Regions from separate parts of the Sus scrofa genome. Here region 1 is linked to region 2. A link is a contact called in public Hi-C data. All regions are on one chromosome and are shown on one strand. Each heading gives the region's core, a stretch centred on a gene start, on an enhancer-like site or on the middle of the called end of the contact. The rest is flanking DNA. Distances are from core to core; before and after follow the strand shown.

What was found. Hi-C and Micro-C count contacts between places; a contact is called where the count stands out from the background.
Region 1: a Hi-C map of liver shows a contact between it and region 2, with 8 times the contacts expected there. The contact joins two enhancer-like sites. A contact is called at or near these places in 3 of 47 Hi-C or Micro-C datasets (epiblast stem cells, liver and skeletal muscle) and 2 of 2 datasets of contacts at active chromatin or transcription factors (alveolar macrophages and skeletal muscle).

What each region holds. Positions count from the first base shown.
Region 1 is chr6:147,530,241-147,534,333 of Sscrofa11.1, forward strand. The region is part of intron 8 of JAK1 (Janus kinase 1); the gene reads left to right. Among named protein-coding and RNA genes, the nearest start is that of JAK1, 100 kb to the left of the region's middle. Within about 2 kb of position 1,276, at least 9 of the 83 cell types and tissues checked have an H3K27ac peak or open chromatin away from gene starts, as enhancers often do. A contact at or near this core is called in alveolar macrophages, liver and skeletal muscle, where this site is marked.
Region 2 is chr6:147,392,286-147,396,618 of Sscrofa11.1, forward strand. It overlaps a transcript of JAK1 not described here. Among named protein-coding and RNA genes, the nearest start is that of JAK1, 35 kb to the right of the region's middle. Within about 2 kb of position 2,791, at least 70 of the 83 cell types and tissues checked have an H3K27ac peak or open chromatin away from gene starts, as enhancers often do. A contact at or near this core is called in alveolar macrophages, liver and skeletal muscle, where this site is marked.

The sequences.
Region 1 (4,093 bases), core at 26-2,525, 140 kb after region 2:
CTGCCTATGCGAGAGCCACAACAACGCAGGATCTGAGCCACGTCTGTGACCTACACCACAGCTCACGTCAACGCTGGATCGTTAACCCACTGAGCAAGGCCAGGGATTGAACCCGCCTCCTCATGGTTCCTAGTCAGATTCGCTTCCGCTGTGCCACAACGGGAACTCCTTTATTTATTTTTGTCTTTTTAGGGCCGAACCCATGGCATATGGAGGTTTCCAGGCTATGGTTTGAATCAGAGCTGTAGCCGCTGCCCTACACCACAGCCACAGCAATGTCAGATCCAAGCCGCGTCTGCAACCTACACCATTAGCTCGCGGCAGCGCTGGATTCTTAACCCACTAAACGAGGCCAGGGATTGAATCTGCATCCTCATGGATCCTAGTGAGATTCGTTGCCTCTGAGCCATGACAGGAACTCCCCTCATTCTTTTTTATGGCTGAGTAATATTCCATTGTGTGTACATACCACATCTTCTTTAGCCACTCCTCTGTTGATGAACATTTAGGTTGCTTCCATGTCTTGTCTGTTGTATATAGTGCTGCAGTGAACATTGGGTACAGGTGTCCTTTTTTTTTTTTCTTTTTGCTTTTTCTAGGGCCGCATCCATGGCATATGGAGGTTCCCAGGCTAGGGGTTAAATCTGAGCTGTAGCCACCGGCCTACTCCAGAGACACAGCAACGAGCCATGTCTGTGACATACACCACAGCTCACGGCAATGCCGGATCCTTAACCCACTGAGCGAGGCCAGGGATTGAACCTGCAACCTCATGGCTTCTAGTTGGATTTGTTAACCACTGAGCCATGTTGGGTACAGGTATGTTTTTGAGACATAGTTTTCTCTGGATGCCCAGGAGTGGGATTGCTACATTGCATGGTAATTCAAGTTTTAGGTTTCTGAGGACTCTCCATACTGTTTTCCGTAGTGGTTGCACCAATTTACATTCCCACTAGCAGTGTAAGAGGTTCCCTTTTCTCCACACCTTCTTTGGTCTTCAGATATGTATCTGCTTCAGAAAGCGTATTTGCTTTCCTCTCAAATACTGATGTTTTAGCATCAGTATTTAGTTCACAAAGGTTATTGGATTTGAAGGAAGAGCCTGGTGAGTGTTAGCAATTTCCCCCAAGGGCTCCTGCACTGCCCAGCCTCTCTGCAGAGTTGGGTGGGTCATCTGGGATGAGGTCAGTGGGAAGCCCCACTCTACACCTGAGCCATGGCCACAGTGACAGTCCTCATGATGCTGTCAGGCACACCCAAGTGACTCTCGGACAGAGGAAGGGGTGTTCAGCCCCACTTCCTCTTCTTGGTATCACTTGAGGACATGATCTAGACAGGCGGGCCGGCTTGGCAGGGGAAGTGGGAGCCCTGCCAAGATAAACATGTTTGTGTTGGGAAGTCACAGCTGACAACACGTAGAGAAGACAGGCTGCTGAGACAGGGTGCTCCATGAAACAAAGGTAGTCTTCTAGGGAAATACCGTGTTTTGCCTACCATTTGGCAAATACTGTGTCCAAATCCTAACACTCAGTGCTGGGAAAGAATGTGGTGAGAGGGCTTAGGACAGGTGCTCATCCTTTTGCACCTAAAGTAACTTGTCTTTTTTGGTGTTCCTTTTGGGAAAGTAGTTTGGTAACATATGCTAAAAGCCTCGAAAACATCTGTATACTCCTCTGTTCAGGAAACTAGGCTCTGTCTTCCAGAAACAACAAGAGATGTGGGCAGTGGTCTGTGAATGGGAGTGTTTATCCCAAGAGCACTTACAATGCCAGATACGGAAACTGACCTGCACACGTGAGAGTAGGAGAACGGGAAAATAAAACACAACTCATCTGAGGAGGAGAATATTATTGCTGAATTTTAAAAAGTCTGAAAACAATGCTTTGTAAAAGGAAAAAAGCAGAGTATAAAACTATTGGTAGAATGGAAGCAATTTTGTTAACACATTTTGAAGCATGGGAGTTCTTGTTGTGGCCCTGCAGAACCTGACATAGAGTCTGTGAGTTCATTCCCTGGCCTTGTTCAGTGAGTTAAGGATCCGGCATTGCTCAAAGCTGTGGTGTAGGTCGTGGATGCGGCTCGGATCTGGTGTTGCTGTGGCTATGGCTGTCACCTGCAGCTGCAGGTCTGACCTGACCCCTGGCACAGGAACTTCCATATGCTTCAGAGATGGCCATAAAAAGAAAAAACATTAAAGTATGCCTACTCTCACATACACATGTGAGATATTAGCAGCTATTTGTTTCTTGCTTGTTTTTTTAAATTCTTATGGCTGCAGCTTTGACCTACACCACAGCTGCAGCAATACTGGATCCTTTAACTCACTGTGCTGGGCTGGGGATCGAACCCATGCCTCCACAGAGACCCAGCTGCTGCAGTTGGAGTCTTTAACCCACTGCACCACAGTGAGAACTCTAACAACTATTTGTTTTTGATGGGATTATGAGTGATAGAAATTTTCTCATTCTCCCCACCCTCCCTCCTTTTTGTAAATAATAAATACGCATTGATTTTATTAGACAACTGTGGTAAAAACGTGGAGCAAGACGTGGAGGAGCCCATATAGACGTTAGTGGAGAGTTGGACAGTGGAGGCAGAGAGGAAGTGAAAATAAGTGCTGTCCATTCTGCATATTATAGCTACTAGGTCATTTTATATGATGTTTCTACATTATCTTAGTCAGGACAAGGACCTTAAGGTGTCAAAACTTGGGCTCCGCTTCCGGTGATGGGGAAGCTGAGACTTACGGGGAGGGGTGTAGAAAGTTGCACCGGGTTGCACCCCGAGGATATGGCCCTGCAGCCTGGGCTGCTTTGGTTGTTCTCTTCCCCAGGGACCTTTTAGTAGGGGAGAGGTTGGGACATCTGTGACCTGGCTTTCAGTATGGTCAAACCCTGAAGATGCTTGGCAGAGGTGGAACAGCCACCAGCTGCTGGAAGTTTTGTGAGCCTGCCCCATCCTGTCCTGGCTGACAGAGTCACGTCTGGCACCAGATGGTGCACCTGTCATCTGAGTCAGGGCTGGCCACAGGGGCTGGCGGTCTGTGTTCTGTAGAGAGCAGCAGGAAGGCAGGAAGAAGTAAATACTCAGTCTCCTTGTAACTTTATTTTTCTTTACAAATAGTCGTCCTCCTATGTGCCAGGCACTTCTTATTCCAAAGACTTTACAAATACCAACTCTTTTTTTTTTTTTTTCATTTTCATGTCAACCCTATGAGGTGGGTATATATTCCCCATTTTACAGAGGAGGAAACGCTAGTTAAGAAGTTAAGCAGTTTGTCCGAGGTCACATTGCTATTGTGTTAATAATATTTAACACTTTTTCATGTATAAAATGATGACATATGCTTAAATGTAATAGAAATTGGAGATACTGAGATTTGAACCTCAATAAGCTGACCCCTGAAGCTGTGGGTTAACAACATGTGATGCTTTCGCTTATTTATCTCACTGCCCTGTGCCTTCCCAGCCATGGGCCTTCCAAGCAGTCCTTTGGTTGCTGCTCTTTCGGGAAGGCATGGTGCTACCATGTTATCAAATCATAGCTTGATTCACCTGTTCTCTCTGCATCTTCCTGACATCTCCCCGTTCTGTTCAGGCTTCTGCTTTCAGAGGACTTAAGTGCTAACATGGTTTCCCTTTTATGTGACTGGGTGAAAGTCTGCCCAAGCCAGACTGTGTCGAATTTGATGTTTGGGGCTCTGCAGAGAGACACCAGCTCACACTGGCAAGGAAGCTCCCTTAGCACAGAACCCTTCCTGAATCGCCGCCCCTGTGGGAGCCCTGCCCCCTCTCGGCCCCCTTGGCTCACAGCCCCAAAGCACCCTTCCTTTGGCATCCTCGCTGCCTGTCGTGAAGCCCCTTACCTTCATTCTCTGCTTGCTTCCATCCTCATGCACTGGTCTTCTCGTCTCTGTCTACTTTTCTTTGCCACCAGCCTCTTCTTTCTCCATTAAGAGTCTTATAATCAAGTGTCATCTTACCCTTCTCTGAAGTCTCAGGTGCTTGTTAAATGTCTTAATCCTGGCTTGTGTTCTTTCTTTCATCAGATGCTCCTAGTTGACCCCACAGCTCCTCTCCCATGGTCATCTCTG
Region 2 (4,333 bases), core at 1,541-4,040:
AAATTGTCTTGAGATATTCTCTTTGTGAAAAAATTCAACACCAGTTATGTCGTGTCAATGAATGAAATATGTAATATGTTAAGACATATCATTTGGAGTTCTTGTCATGGCTCAGCAGAAATGAATCTGGCTAGCATCCATGAGGATGCAGGTTCGATCCCTGGCTTTGCTCAGTGGGTCAAGGTGTAGCTTGCAGACAAAGCTTGGATCCTTTGCTGCTGTGGCTGTGGTATATAGGCCGGCAGGTACGGCTCCCAGCTCTAAAAAGACAAAAAAAAGTATCATTTATGTTCAAATAAGTTGTTGTTGATAATATCTAACTTGGAAAAGATGGTTTTTGTTTGATCAGATACTTTCCTCAAGCAGCAAAGCAGGGCAATAATAGAGGCCAACAATTTTTGTTTCTAGAGTTCAGGTTATTAACAGCCTGGCTTTTTACCAGGCAAATTAGAACTTGCAGTATGGGATGGAGTTCCCGGGTGGCCTATTGAGTGAAGGAGCTAGTGTTGTCACTGCTGTGGCTCAGGTTACTGCTGTGTGTGGGTTTGATCCCTGGCCAAGGAACTTCTGCATGCCATGGGTGCAGCAAAAAAAAAAAAAAAAAAAAAATTAAAGAAAGAAAGAAAAAAAGAGAAAAAAAAAAAGGAAATTGAAGTATGGTAAAAATAAAGGAGATGGTCTTTTTTTTGTAAGTTTCAATATTTTTATTACTGAAGAATAGAATGGCTTCTTATTAGAACATTAGGAGGCGATGCTTTGATTTCATGAACATTTTGTAGGATTATCAAGCCAGAATGAATATATTCTACCCAGCAGTCTAGAATTTCACATTTTTTCTAGCAATTTGTATTTGTTCTCTCCTTCAAGATATCAGAAGCAGAGAAGCGTGGAGAAGATGGCCCCATTTCGGATTATGTCTGGCTGACCTAAAAAATGAGACATTTTATAATTTGATCTGCTGTTGTATCTATCACTAGAAAACCCAGCAGTTTCTTGAAAAAGAGTTTGCATTCAAATTGTATTACTCATCCCTAGATCTGGAACTTCTGCATGCTAGGGGTGGCCAAAGAAAACAAAACCCCCAAAACAAAAACAAAAACCACCAATTGTATTACTATAACTATATCATAATCATCATTTTGGAAACCATTTTTGACAACCCACAAAAGAATCAAGTTTTGCTCATGATTGCCACTTAAGAGTTTTGATTTCTTTGATCTTCATATCTACTTATTTGGCAATTCTGGTCCCTAAATTAGACATTTAGTATACTTGGTCAGCCTCAAGACTTCAAAGACACAAGCTGTCCAGCCATCTGCCAGACTGTTATTGAAGTCCCTTGTGTTTTCACAGATTGCAGCTTGTCTCTTGTGAAAAATGAGGCACAAATCTATTCCAAGCCCGAGTAAAGCAAATGACCCATCGCAGAGCAACACTGATGGTCACTCAGGGGTCTAGCAATTCCTGTGCAAAATATCAAAACACTGTACTTAGAATACTCAGGGCAGTGAGAACCTGGTATCTTCCACACCATCTTGAAAAAGCACTGTTTTGTTTACTTGTTTGTTTGTTGACATAGTTTGTGTGATTAAGAAGTGCTACTATCTTATGGGAATAAGACAAAAACCCCTCTCAAATTATCTTGCTTTGGAATTGCCAAATTTAACCTATTGCATGTGTGTATTCAATTTGGAGATTGTTGTTTTATTTGTTTTAGGTGGGTAGTAAGAGGGTGTGGAGTAAGGCTTTGCAGGGATTACTGCAGAAGGCATTATATTTTCATAAAGAGGGAAAAATACACCCATCTCATAATTACAAGTATTTGGAGTTGAAACATTGAGACAGTTTGTATTCTTGCCTTCCATATTTCCTCATTTGCAAAATGTTTCACAATCATTTAAATCCTTCCTCCAAATATTTATTCATTCTCTTATTTATTCAGGACGTACCACGCCCCATCAGGGCTAGTAACACTGTGATTCTTGGAAAGCTGGTCTCCGACGCTTTTAAGCATCACTACCCTCCCGGCTTTAAAACTAACTCCTGAAACCCCCCCCCCCCCCAGAGAGATCGAAACACGTTTCCTGTGTGAAAATATACACGGGGAAAAGAAACGTGTCAGTTGTATTCACCCGGAACCAGCCTAGAGCGGGCACGCCAGCGGGTTAGTGAGGTTTTCTTTGTAAAGGGCAACCTCTGCATTTTAAAGGGCGCAACCCGGTCACCCCAAAAAATGCAATTGAAAGGGCGCCTGAGGTCAGGACCGGACACTCGGCCACTCCTTTTTCGGCCGGGGAAACCTGGGAAACATTTTTTGGGCTCCGTCCGAGTCACGAGGCAGTTCCACGGCAGGAATTGTGCAATGGGGAGAGTCGGGCGGGCGTCCGGGCTTGGAAAAACGTGGGGAAGGCTTCCACGGTGCCAACTCCCCCGCCGGGAGCTGCGAGGCACTAAGGCGCGGCCAGGACAGCGGGGCTCTGGGAGGCCCCAAATCCGGGCCAAGAGCGCCTCGCCTCGCTGTAGGGGTCGGGGATGGAGAATCGGGGGGACGCCGTCCCCCGTCTCGGGCAGAGTACGCCGCCGCGCGCGGCCCTGGACTCTGCGAGTGCCCGGAGCGCTAGAGGGAACGGCGGCCGCGGGCGACGCGAGGGAACGCAGCCTCGCCACATCGATCGCGGCTGGGAACTCCGGGCTCGCACTTTCGGTAAGAGCACCGGGGCTTCCAGCAGCGCCGCGTCCCCGCCCCCGCCGGCCCGGCTGCCCTTTCGGATGGTGACGCAGTCGGCGGGGTACGCAGAAGTCTACGCGGAAACCCGGAACCTCCCCGGCCGCGGGCGCCGCCTTCCCGCCCCCGCGCAGCCCCAGCCCAGCGGTGCTCCTTCGCGCCCCACGCCGAGTGTCACGCACCGAGCGAGGCCTTGAGATGCGCTGCAAGGGTTAAACATCCGAGCAGTCCCTGGATGCGGACTCGGTGATAAACATTCAGACACATTGGTTTACTCATATCACTACGCGTGGGACTTACGCACTATTATTAGCTTCACTTAGAGTTGGGGAAACAGGCTAGAAGAAAATTGTTACTTAGTTTTTTTTTTTTAATTGGAATATAGTTGACTTAAGTTTCTTCTTGAAATCAAGGCAGAGCTGCGAATCAAATCCAGGGTAATCTTGACTCAGCTCTATCATAATTCTCTTAGATCAGCCACTACATGGCTTTCATTCCCGTGAGCAAGTAACAGGTGCGCAGGTAAAGTGAGAAATGGAGCCCCTCTTCCCCGGGCAACAGGGGCAGTTTGCTTCTGGTTGGTGCTCACACACATGTCCAGATGTGCTGGAAAAATAAAAACTTTACATGTGTATGTGTGTGTATGTACACACACACACACACACACACCATGAAGTGGCAAAGGTTGGAACGATTTCTCAGCCCTTGTGCCTCCACTTTCAAGCTATGTATTCGGATCAGGGACACTTATCATACGGGATTACTGGAAGATTAAATAAAACAGTATTTACATGGGTGTTAGCAGCTGGAGGACCTCAACACCTGTTCATTCTCTCCCTGTGAATTCTCTCTTATTTTTACAGCGTTCCTGGGAACATCGGGGCATTCACCCTCTTCAACACCAACACTGGAGAGGGGGTGTGCAGTCTTTCAAGGTCAACACCTTTTCTGACAGATGATAGATTGAATCCATTCAATGGAAGATCACTTTCCCCATCACCATCACCAAGCTAGGGGCTCTGTCTCTTGGCTACTGCAAGGGCTCTTTCCATCACACACACACACACCCACACACCCACACCTTTTTCCTCCAGAAGCTTTGGAACAGCTCTGAGGCCAAAGCGTGACTTCCTCGGTGACCTGATGGTGATGAGGTGGGCAGGGACCTCCAGGAAGCGGGAAGGCTAGAGGAGGAAGTAGTCAGGGAGCTTGCAGCCTGCCATCCCCCCCCCCCCCGCCTCCCCCAGAGAGGGGGAACCCTCCCAGCTGCACCTGGGCCTCTTTGCTGGCCAGGGCTGGGCCCTTTTTGGTAACTCGGGAAGCAGCTGCAGCCTAGTAAAAGAGAACAGTTCCTGTGTGCGGGTGGGTGGGTGTGCGCGTGCGCGCTGGAAGGGGGGCGTTTCTGGTTGTGGAATGTCCAAACCCAAGTAGGTTAAAGTAAAAAGGAATATGTCGGCTTTAGGATTCTATCCGGAATGGGGCAGACTCTTTCCATGGCAAATCATTTCAGGTTCAGCACAGAATTTTGAGGTGAGTTTATCTCGAAAAGTGAAACAGAATGGAAGTTTTCTAACATCGTAAAAATCTTGGGAATTGTGCACTCTGCTT